2 separate regions of the Mus musculus genome follow, and region 1 is linked to region 2. Evidence: chromatin contacts called from public Hi-C data. All regions are on one chromosome and are shown on one strand. The core of a region is the stretch at or near the end of the contact, and the rest is flanking DNA. Distances in the headings are between cores, read along the strand shown. Region 1 holds the start of Tanc2 (tetratricopeptide repeat, ankyrin repeat and coiled-coil containing 2). Region 2 has its middle 6.4 kb from the start of Gm39419.

Region 1 (4,217 bases), core at 970-3,469, 66 kb before region 2:
GTTTCCCAAAAGTTGCAGCTATCAATTTCTTCCCTTACACAAGGGGGCAGTGATAACAAGGAAAGAACAGGGTTCTGCAACACCTCTTCCTACAGACAGTAGGGGGTGGCAGTGCATATGGCTTACAGTCAGAACAAAACAGGAAGACCCAACAGAACTGCTCTTTATTCTCTTCTGGCCCTCTTCTCTCTTTAGCCTCAACAGAGCCTCTTCAGAAAAGGCTAAATATCTTCAGAAAAGACTAAAGTTCAAAATTAATCAAGGAAAATCCAATTTCGTTTTTGAAGGAAATGATCCCTCAATGAATGAATCTGGAACCAGGGCGAAGCCAATCACTATGAATTTTCAGATTATCTGGCAAATTACTATAATAAGAACAACATTCACGCAGGTAATTCAATTTATAAGAATTCCAACATAACACACCAAGATATCATCAATAATTAAATACACCCTGGTGAACACATCAAATATTTCTGCTTTTGTTTCAGTTACACAGATACTCAATGTATACACACGTTATTTTTAATGGCTCATCTAGCTGTCTTTTGTTACTTTTGAAATTACAGTATGTTCTGACAATCCTCTCAAAACACAGATGTTCTTAGATGGAAGTCACAACGTTTTGTAGCATGTGGACACACACACACACTTAAGAGAGAAAGATGGGGTTGAAAGGAGGAGGAAGAGAGGTAAGGAACAGTTGTTTCATTTGTTTCTGGTTTTCCCTCACATCCCGAAGACAATTTACCTGGTAAATGCTACAAGGAACACTAACTACATTGACAGTATCCATGTTGCTGCATTTTATGCCAATTTACTGTATAGCGTTTTTATCTTATCTCACCATCCCATCTCAAGAGCTAAAACATACCAGAATATTCCACTATTGCCAGGCTCTGTAATTAGCCACTGCCATAGCTTTTGGCTCCAACCCTTCAAAATGCCTGAAAATTTATCCCTTTTGTTCACCATATTGTTCTGTTTTCCTTGTTCCACTTATTTTCACCTGTAAAAAAGCCAAGGCAGGGACACATGAAAAATCGTTCCCTTTGCCTAACGATCCTGAACACACAATTACAGTCAGGGTGCTTGGCTTGTTTGTCTTTTTTTGTTGTTTGTGTTTTTCTTTTTTTTCTTTTTTCCTTGAGAGGAGCAGAGGAGAGAGTGAAAGACATCCAATCTTTTCCTAATGCTAATGACCATTGTTTATGTTTTCTGGGAAACATTTTAAACATTCCACACCTGGAATAGAGAGACAGGCTACAATTGCATGGATGCTCTACATGTTGATGACAAAATCTGAAATCATTTTAGCCCCATTTTTTTCCTTTCCCATCTCACAATCAGACAATCTTTTTTTTTTTTTTTTTTTTTTGCTTTCACGTGGGTACTTTCCCCATGTCAAAAATCGCAGCTCCTCTCGATCTCCTACGACAGAATATGTAGCAAAAGCCCCATTAGTCTTTTATTATAGTACACCTCCTTCCCCAAAGGAATTATTCATGTTCCTAATAACACTTCTACCATGCATTTCTACGCCACAGAGGCCAGCCCATCCTGTGCCTTTACCTGGCACATTTCACAACTACTTTTATGCTGCATTCAGGGACACATTTTGCAACTCGTTCTGCACCACATTCCTTGCCACGTTTAGCAATCTGCCTCGCATCTCATCCCGGTCCCCGTCATCCAAAGACCCTCCAGGTACCAAATACCAAGACCAACCTCGGTGACAACCAAGTGGTAGACCCCGGAGCCCTCCGAAGCCGCCCTCGGTCCCACATTCATTCGGAGGCAGCCTGCCTTCCCCACGCCTTCGACACCGGAGGCACTTCACTGTCCGTTTCCCAGTCTCCCTGCTCGCCCCAGCCCCCGCAGCTGAGGCGTCGCAAGCGAACGCCCCTGTCACCTCACCCTCACCGACCCTTCTTCCCTGCTCGCCCAGCCCTTACCTGCCGTTCTAAGGGGCGCGGCGCACCTCGGGGTCAAGCCCGCGTGCCAGTGGTCTCCGGTGAGGACCGCGCCGCCCGCGGACGCCCCACGGAGGATCCGCACCTCAGTCGGGCTCGGCGGGGCCTCGCGGCCGGCGAGCGCTGGCAGCCCGCTGCGGTCCTCCTGTCAGCGGCGGCGCGGGGGGGACAGGCTCGCCCCTCAGCACCGCGGCGGCGGCGGGCGCCTCGCTCCGCCTCGCGCGCGGCACAGCCGGGAGGTGAGCGCGAGGGGGATGGGAACGGGGGCGGGGCCGCCCGAGGAGGCGCGCGGGGCGGCGGAGGGAGCGCGGCGCCTGCCGCCTGGGGCCCCGCGCTAGCGGCGCTCGCAGCTGGCCGCGCTGGGCGGGCGGGCGGCTGGCGCGAGGCGGCTGTGGCCAGCGGGCCCCGCCGGAGCAGCGCGCGCCCAGCAACCCGCGCCCGGCAGGCCGCTCTCTAGCGCCGCCGCCGCGCCGGGGGCGTCGCACCCTCGGAGGCCGCCCGCAGCCCCGCCCCCTCCGGGCCGGGTTGGGGAGGAGCGCGAGCGCGGAGGGAGAGCGCGTGCGTGGGGGCGCGTGCGTGGTGGAGCGCGCGCGCCCCCGCCCCCCGCCCCTCCACGGCCTGGGGGCGGGGAGGCGTTGCGAGAGCTGGTGGTGGTGAACCCCGGCTCCGCGCTGACAGAGGGGGCCCTGGCGCTGCAGGACGTGTAGGCATTTCTGGTTTCCTCAGGGGGCTTGGACTGGTGGGGTCGAAGGCATTTGGTAAGGAAGAGGAGAGGAAGCTCAATAGCTGACAAGGCCCTAAAGAGTTTGGCTCCGCCCCCCGAGATGATGTCACTCTCGAGGTGGCTGCTGCTGTCACGTGCGCCCACTTCTGGGGGCCTTTCCTCCTGCTTTGATAGCCCGAACGTTCCTCTAGACTGCCCCCGGCTCTGGTCACCACAGGCACACGTGTCACTCAAAGTCATCGACGCCAACAAGTGTCAGTTATTCCTCTCCTGCGTCTCAGTGGTAATGTGTAGACTGCTTTCAAGATGCCACCGTTGCCTTTCGAACAGGGATGGGAGGAAAAACAACAATGGCTTGGGGGCGGGGGGGGGGCGAGGGAAAATAGAGAGGAAGAAAGAAAACTGTCATCTGGAACAATTGATGACAGTTCTCTAACCTTAGCTTGCTAGACTTCAGTAAAGTTGACACGCTGCCTCTGTCATTACCAGCTTCAATAAGAACTATAGTGATTTCAAGGCACCCGGCTAAGCATAGAAAGTCATCACATTAAGACCCCATTGGAGGCTATTCAGTCATGTTTCTCCCCAAACTCTCTGCCTAGATGGTCTTCAGCTTGCTTCAAACCACGAAAACAGCCCTTCAACTTTGCAGGATTCTTGGAATAAAAATTTTTTCCCAAGTGCGTGCTACAAGATGATACAAAGCAATCATCGTTGCATATTTTGCTTGGGTGAACTTCCATCCCATTAACTGAGATGACTTTTTCGTCATCTGCTTCTTAATGAAATGCCATGATTGGAAATAGATTCACAAATTGCATCAATCAAGGGTGTTGTTTCAGTGCCGTTTAGAAGGTGGAGAAATTGATTGATTGGTTGCTTATTTTGATAACAGTCTATCTGAATCTACCCCAACCCCATAGCACTTATGTAATTTCTTTGATTTTTTTAAAAAAAATATTAATTTCAATGCAATATTTTTAAAAAATGGACATGAAGTCACGTCAGAAAGCAAGCCATTCCAGTGAACGCTTGAGAACTCTGAGGTAGAACTCTGAGGTATGACTATAATTAGTCATGTGAAAGACATATGGACTGTTGATACTAGTTCCAAAAGTTAAGTCTAACTAAAACCTACCTGCCTATGGTGATAGGAGCAGGGGACTGAGGTAGGTGAGGTGGGCATCAGAGGGAAATTTTCTGGATTATTAGAATGGTCAACACTGGTTAATGGTCACAACTGCATACACACCTCAAAAGGAAACTGTGCCTGTGTTTAGGTTTTAACCCACAAAGAAACGTTACATTTCAACAGTTTCACAATGAAACATTACAATGTCGTTATCTCTGGAGTCAAAGAACAGGTTTGGTCCGTGTCACTTTCCACTTACCCTGGGACGTGGTGCTAAGCAAGTCTTTGAAACTTTTCTTCACCTGTTTGGAATGAGTCATGATACCTCACAGAGTGATTATGAAATTTAAACAAAACTTTGAGAAATATTTAGTACAGAATATAGTAT
Region 2 (4,239 bases), core at 314-2,813:
AGCGAGTGAGATGAGGCGTGAGCAGATGTGCAGCAGGGCTGAGGGAGGCAGCTTAGGCAAAGACCAGCTCCTGCAGGAAGTAAGTCTTGAGCCAGGCCCTCAAGGAAGCAATTGACAAATGTAAACTCTCCAGCTGGCCCGAGGGCGGAGGCTGGGCATCTGCAGGAGTTGTGTAACTTCAATGTGCTTTGACCTGTTTGTCTGCAGACTTAGGCCAGCTCTGGAGCTCCAGAGCCCATGTCTGTATGTCTGCACAAACCCTCCCTTTTGGTCAAAAGAATGCAGTATGTTTGGCACTGGGTATACCCCACGGATGATGTCATGTCTGTAGCTCAATGTCAGCTTAATGTCACCTGTCAAGAAAGAAAACAGAAAATAACAGTTGTTCTGGCTTTATTTTACCTTCTGTTTCCAAGGTTCATTTTTAGGTTAAAGAGTTTCATCTTGACTGTAGTTTTGGTTTTTTGGTTTTTGTATAAAAAAGTCCTTCGTATACAAAGTCATTTTATAAAAAAGACTGGATCCTTGCTGTGAAAGATAGAACTTCCGGGAACGCAATTTTTTAAACATGTATTTGTATTTATGTGTATGGGAGTGTGTCATCTATGTTTGTCCATACTATGCATGTGCGGGTTGCCTGTAGAGGCCAGAAGAGGATGTCAGATCCTGGGAGTTGCCATGTGGGTGCTGGGAACTGAACTTAGGTCTTCTGGAAGAGCAGCCAGAGCTCTTAACCATCCAGTCATCTCTCCAGCTCCTGGAAATGCAAATTCTTGTTGATATGTTGTGTTGACAGAAGTTCTCTTTAAAAATAACAAGAACTAAACAAAATCTCCTCTTTGCTTTGCAAGCAGAAAGCAAAAGAGAGACATAATAATAGAGTTCACAGATCGCTCTTTCTTTGACGAAGATATCAGCTATAACTTGCTCCTTAGCCGTAATGAAAACACATTTTGAAGTCCCTTGCTTATTCTGGCAAGATAAAAACAAGTTATAATGAAACCACTTCTGTCAAGACTAGACGCTTTCTTCTTATCACCACTGTTAAAGGCAATCCAAGAAATACTATTTAAGGCTAATTTTTCTGCCCTTTTGAAGAGACTTTTGAAACCAAATAAAAAAGGGCTCAGACAATAAGCTGAATTGGAAGGACCTCCTTGGCAGTCAGTGTCAAATTACGTTGTTCCCCTGTCTGTGGATAAAACAGAGAATCACCCTCCTTGGGGCCGCCAACCCTCATGACAACCACTACAAAATTTAACAATAAACGAAGATGACAGCTGACTCCACCAGATTGGGAACACATCTGAACTTGCACAGAAAGACAGCTGGACTTGAGTTCATTTCCCTAGAGGCTGGGTGACAGCGATACCTAATGAAAACGGCGAGGGGCACATGTTTATTTCCAAGGCATTTGTAGCCTGAGCTTTGGTTCCAGTCTTACCGCAGAACCTGAGATCAATTTTCACATCTCTTCACTAAATGGATGGGATGTGAAATTACTCCTATTGACAATAAGCATTCTCAAGGGCTCTGGTAATTGTGTAGCCCAGCGCAGCAGAAAAGAGGCGCTAACAAAAGCACCTAGACAATTGGTTACCATCAATTTCCTCCGGTGCTGGCAGATGTGAGAGTAACTGCCGTTCTAAAAAAATATGAGGTCCTGGGCAAAGCCTGTACCTTCACCATTAGTAACAAACCCAGTGGACAGAATCCAGGTTGTAGGTGATTTCTTTTCTAGTGATTCTGGAAAGTTTGTGACACCAAATCTAGTCCTAACCACAATTGATGGACGGGAAAGAAAAGCAAGGGCTACCAATGTTTCTGGTAATTTCTGCATATCAATTCCCCTCCCCCCATCTCTCTACTCCTCCCATCTTTAATTCTGCCCCATTTGTGTGATGAGCACCAGATGACCTCTTTGACAGTAGACAGCTCTATTTACATTCCCGTCTTTAAAGATCTGACCTGTGAGGGATGCTAGGGTCGGAGATGGCATGAGGCTCAGCCTCCTTACTGGTCGATTTCTCTCTCTCTCTCTCTCTCTCTCTCTCTCAAGTGCATGGCCTATATAATAGGGACAGAGACAAAAGCAAGCCCACGGTTGAGGTGAGCTAGGGCCCAGACAGAGCGCTGGGTGGAGGTTGTACACATGTAACGTCGGTCGCTTTGCAGAAACAAAAGATGACCCAGCATGAGGAAGCTGCCCTCTCAGGGATGTGCCCCCAAGCCAGCCTCCTCACCATTGTACAAATGACGCATCCCTTCTAAAAGATACCATCTAATTCAACCCAAAGCAAATCTAATAAAAAGCCCTTATGTGTTCATATAACTATAACCTAAGTAGGAAGTTGCTGTTTTGACAGCTTGACAATAAAAGTATAAGCAATGGGAGAGTGTTTTTGAGGCAGTGCATTGAGAATTGGAATAATAAAAAAATAATACTACAAGATCAGGTTTGCCCTTTAGGAAATTCTGGTTCCATTTAGGATCTGAGCTGTCAAACAATCACCAGAAAGGCACATGTCTTTCACGCCTTTACCTGGCCAGAGTAACAGAAATAAATATAAGTCTCTGTTCCTGTTTGTTATAAAAGAATTTCCTTTTTATAGTCCCAGAAAATCCAGATAGGAAAGGGCAGCCAGCACTTTCATAGTATCACACAGGATATTAGGTGCTTGTTGGATATAGGATGTCTCTCATAAAAGTTTCACCTAAGTCGGTGTTCACAGCATGGTGGAACTGTTAAATCCCAGGGGGCGAGGTCCTCAGCATGGGCCCTCCTTCCACAGGTGTGGTGGCACACAGCTTTCTGATTTCCAGAGAAATAAGATATAATAAAATTTACTTGATTTTTTTAAAGCATCTTACTTCAAGATTTATGTTTCTGGTCCTAGTTTTATTTTACTTTTACAAATTTTTGGTACCTGTAACAGGTCTTAGGGTAGGCTGACTCCATGCTGATCATACCCAAAATCCAAATATCAAATCCCCTTCCTGATTAAAAATAAAAAGGTGTTGTCTGAGCCTCTTGGTCATGTTTTGCTTTGGTGTTTTGTTTTGCTTGTTTTGTTTTGTTGAGACAGGGTCTTGCTGTGGCCAGTGGCTAGCCTAGATAACACTATGGTAGCCAAGGGACTTGTGCGCAAAAGTGTGTGTGTGTCTGTGTGTCTGTGTCTGTGTGTCTGCCTGTGTGTGTATGTCTGTGTATGTGTGTCTGTGTGTGTGACTGTGTGTGTGTGTGTGTGTGTGTGTCTGTGTGTGTCTGTGTGTGTCTGTGTCTCTGTGTGTGTGTGTGTCTGTGTGTCTGTGTGTCTGCCTGTGTGTGTGTCTGTGTGTGTGACTGTGTGTGTGTGTGTATGTCTGTGTGTGTCTCTCTGTGTGTGTGTGTGTGTGTCTGTGTGTGTGTGTCTGTGTCTCTCTGTGTGTGTGTGTGTGTATCTGTGTATGGTATTAGGTGTTTGAACTTAGGGCTCTGTTACACAGTAAACAAGTGCTCTATCACTGAACATGTACCCCGTGGATTCTTTGTCATTACTGTTATTTTCTTCTCTGTGTAGCCCTTCTGTCGCTCATGCCTAACCTTTGGACTTGGGGACATCAAACAAATCATAGACCTTAATTTTCCTAAAGAAACATGTTTGTTTTTACTTAACTATGGAGATAGACAATACTTGACAGGAGACCCAAGCTGAAGAAGGGTTGGGAGGATTGGTAGGCGGGGCCTGCCCAGTAGATTATGAGGCATTGCATAATTCAGGGCTGTCCCTAATGCTTGGCAGCAGCACTATGGGAAGCAAACCCCTTTCCCTATAGAATGCTACGTGGAGCACAGGAGGAGAGCCTTTAGGTTAGTTTTGTTTGCTTGGTTGGTTTTAGAGAATGATCTCTCCTCCACTTCCATCTCCTGAGTGCTGGGACCACGGGTGTGTGCCACCACGCCATGTGAAAGACTCCTTTTTCCTTGCATTTCTCAAATCCATTTCTTCTATCGTTCCTTCAAAACCCATTTTGCCTTTAAACTATCTTTTCTCTGTTAATTTGATCTTATTTCCTTAGATGCCCAGGATCTTTATAGAATAACACTTCCTCAAATGGATTCTATGAAATTCTGTTTTGTTTTGTAAGAGTGTGAGTGCCTGTGCTTGCCACAGTGCATGTGTAGAAGTCAGAAGACAACTTAGAGGATTGGGGTCTCTCCTTCCACCATGTGGGTCCCAAGTATGGAACTCAGATCAT

The links. A called contact is a pair of places that touch in the nucleus more often than the background predicts.
Region 1: a Hi-C map of the N1E-115 cell line shows a contact between it and region 2, with 6 times the contacts expected there. The contact joins the promoter of Tanc2 here to the enhancer-like site in region 2. A contact is called at or near these places in 2 of 39 promoter capture datasets (the 3T3-L1 cell line and hippocampal neurons), 8 of 484 Hi-C or Micro-C datasets (the HL-1 cell line, the N1E-115 cell line, Th2 cells and 5 more), 9 of 115 datasets of contacts at active chromatin or transcription factors (VIP interneurons, bone marrow-derived macrophages, differentiating embryonic stem cells and 5 more) and 1 of 9 other capture datasets (adipose tissue).

The regions. Positions count from the first base shown.
Region 1 is chr11:105,587,988-105,592,204 of GRCm38.p6, reverse strand. It overlaps Tanc2 (tetratricopeptide repeat, ankyrin repeat and coiled-coil containing 2), which reads right to left and starts at 2,219. Exons shown (of 26, transcript NM_181071.3): 1 at 1,956-2,219.
Region 2 is chr11:105,521,720-105,525,958 of GRCm38.p6, reverse strand. No RefSeq gene overlaps it. Among named protein-coding and RNA genes, the nearest start is that of Gm39419, 6.4 kb to the right of the region's middle. Within about 2 kb of position 1,563, at least 44 of the 459 cell types and tissues checked have an H3K27ac peak or open chromatin away from gene starts, as enhancers often do. A contact at or near this core is called in the N1E-115 cell line, adipose tissue, muscle stem cells and 1 more, where this site is marked.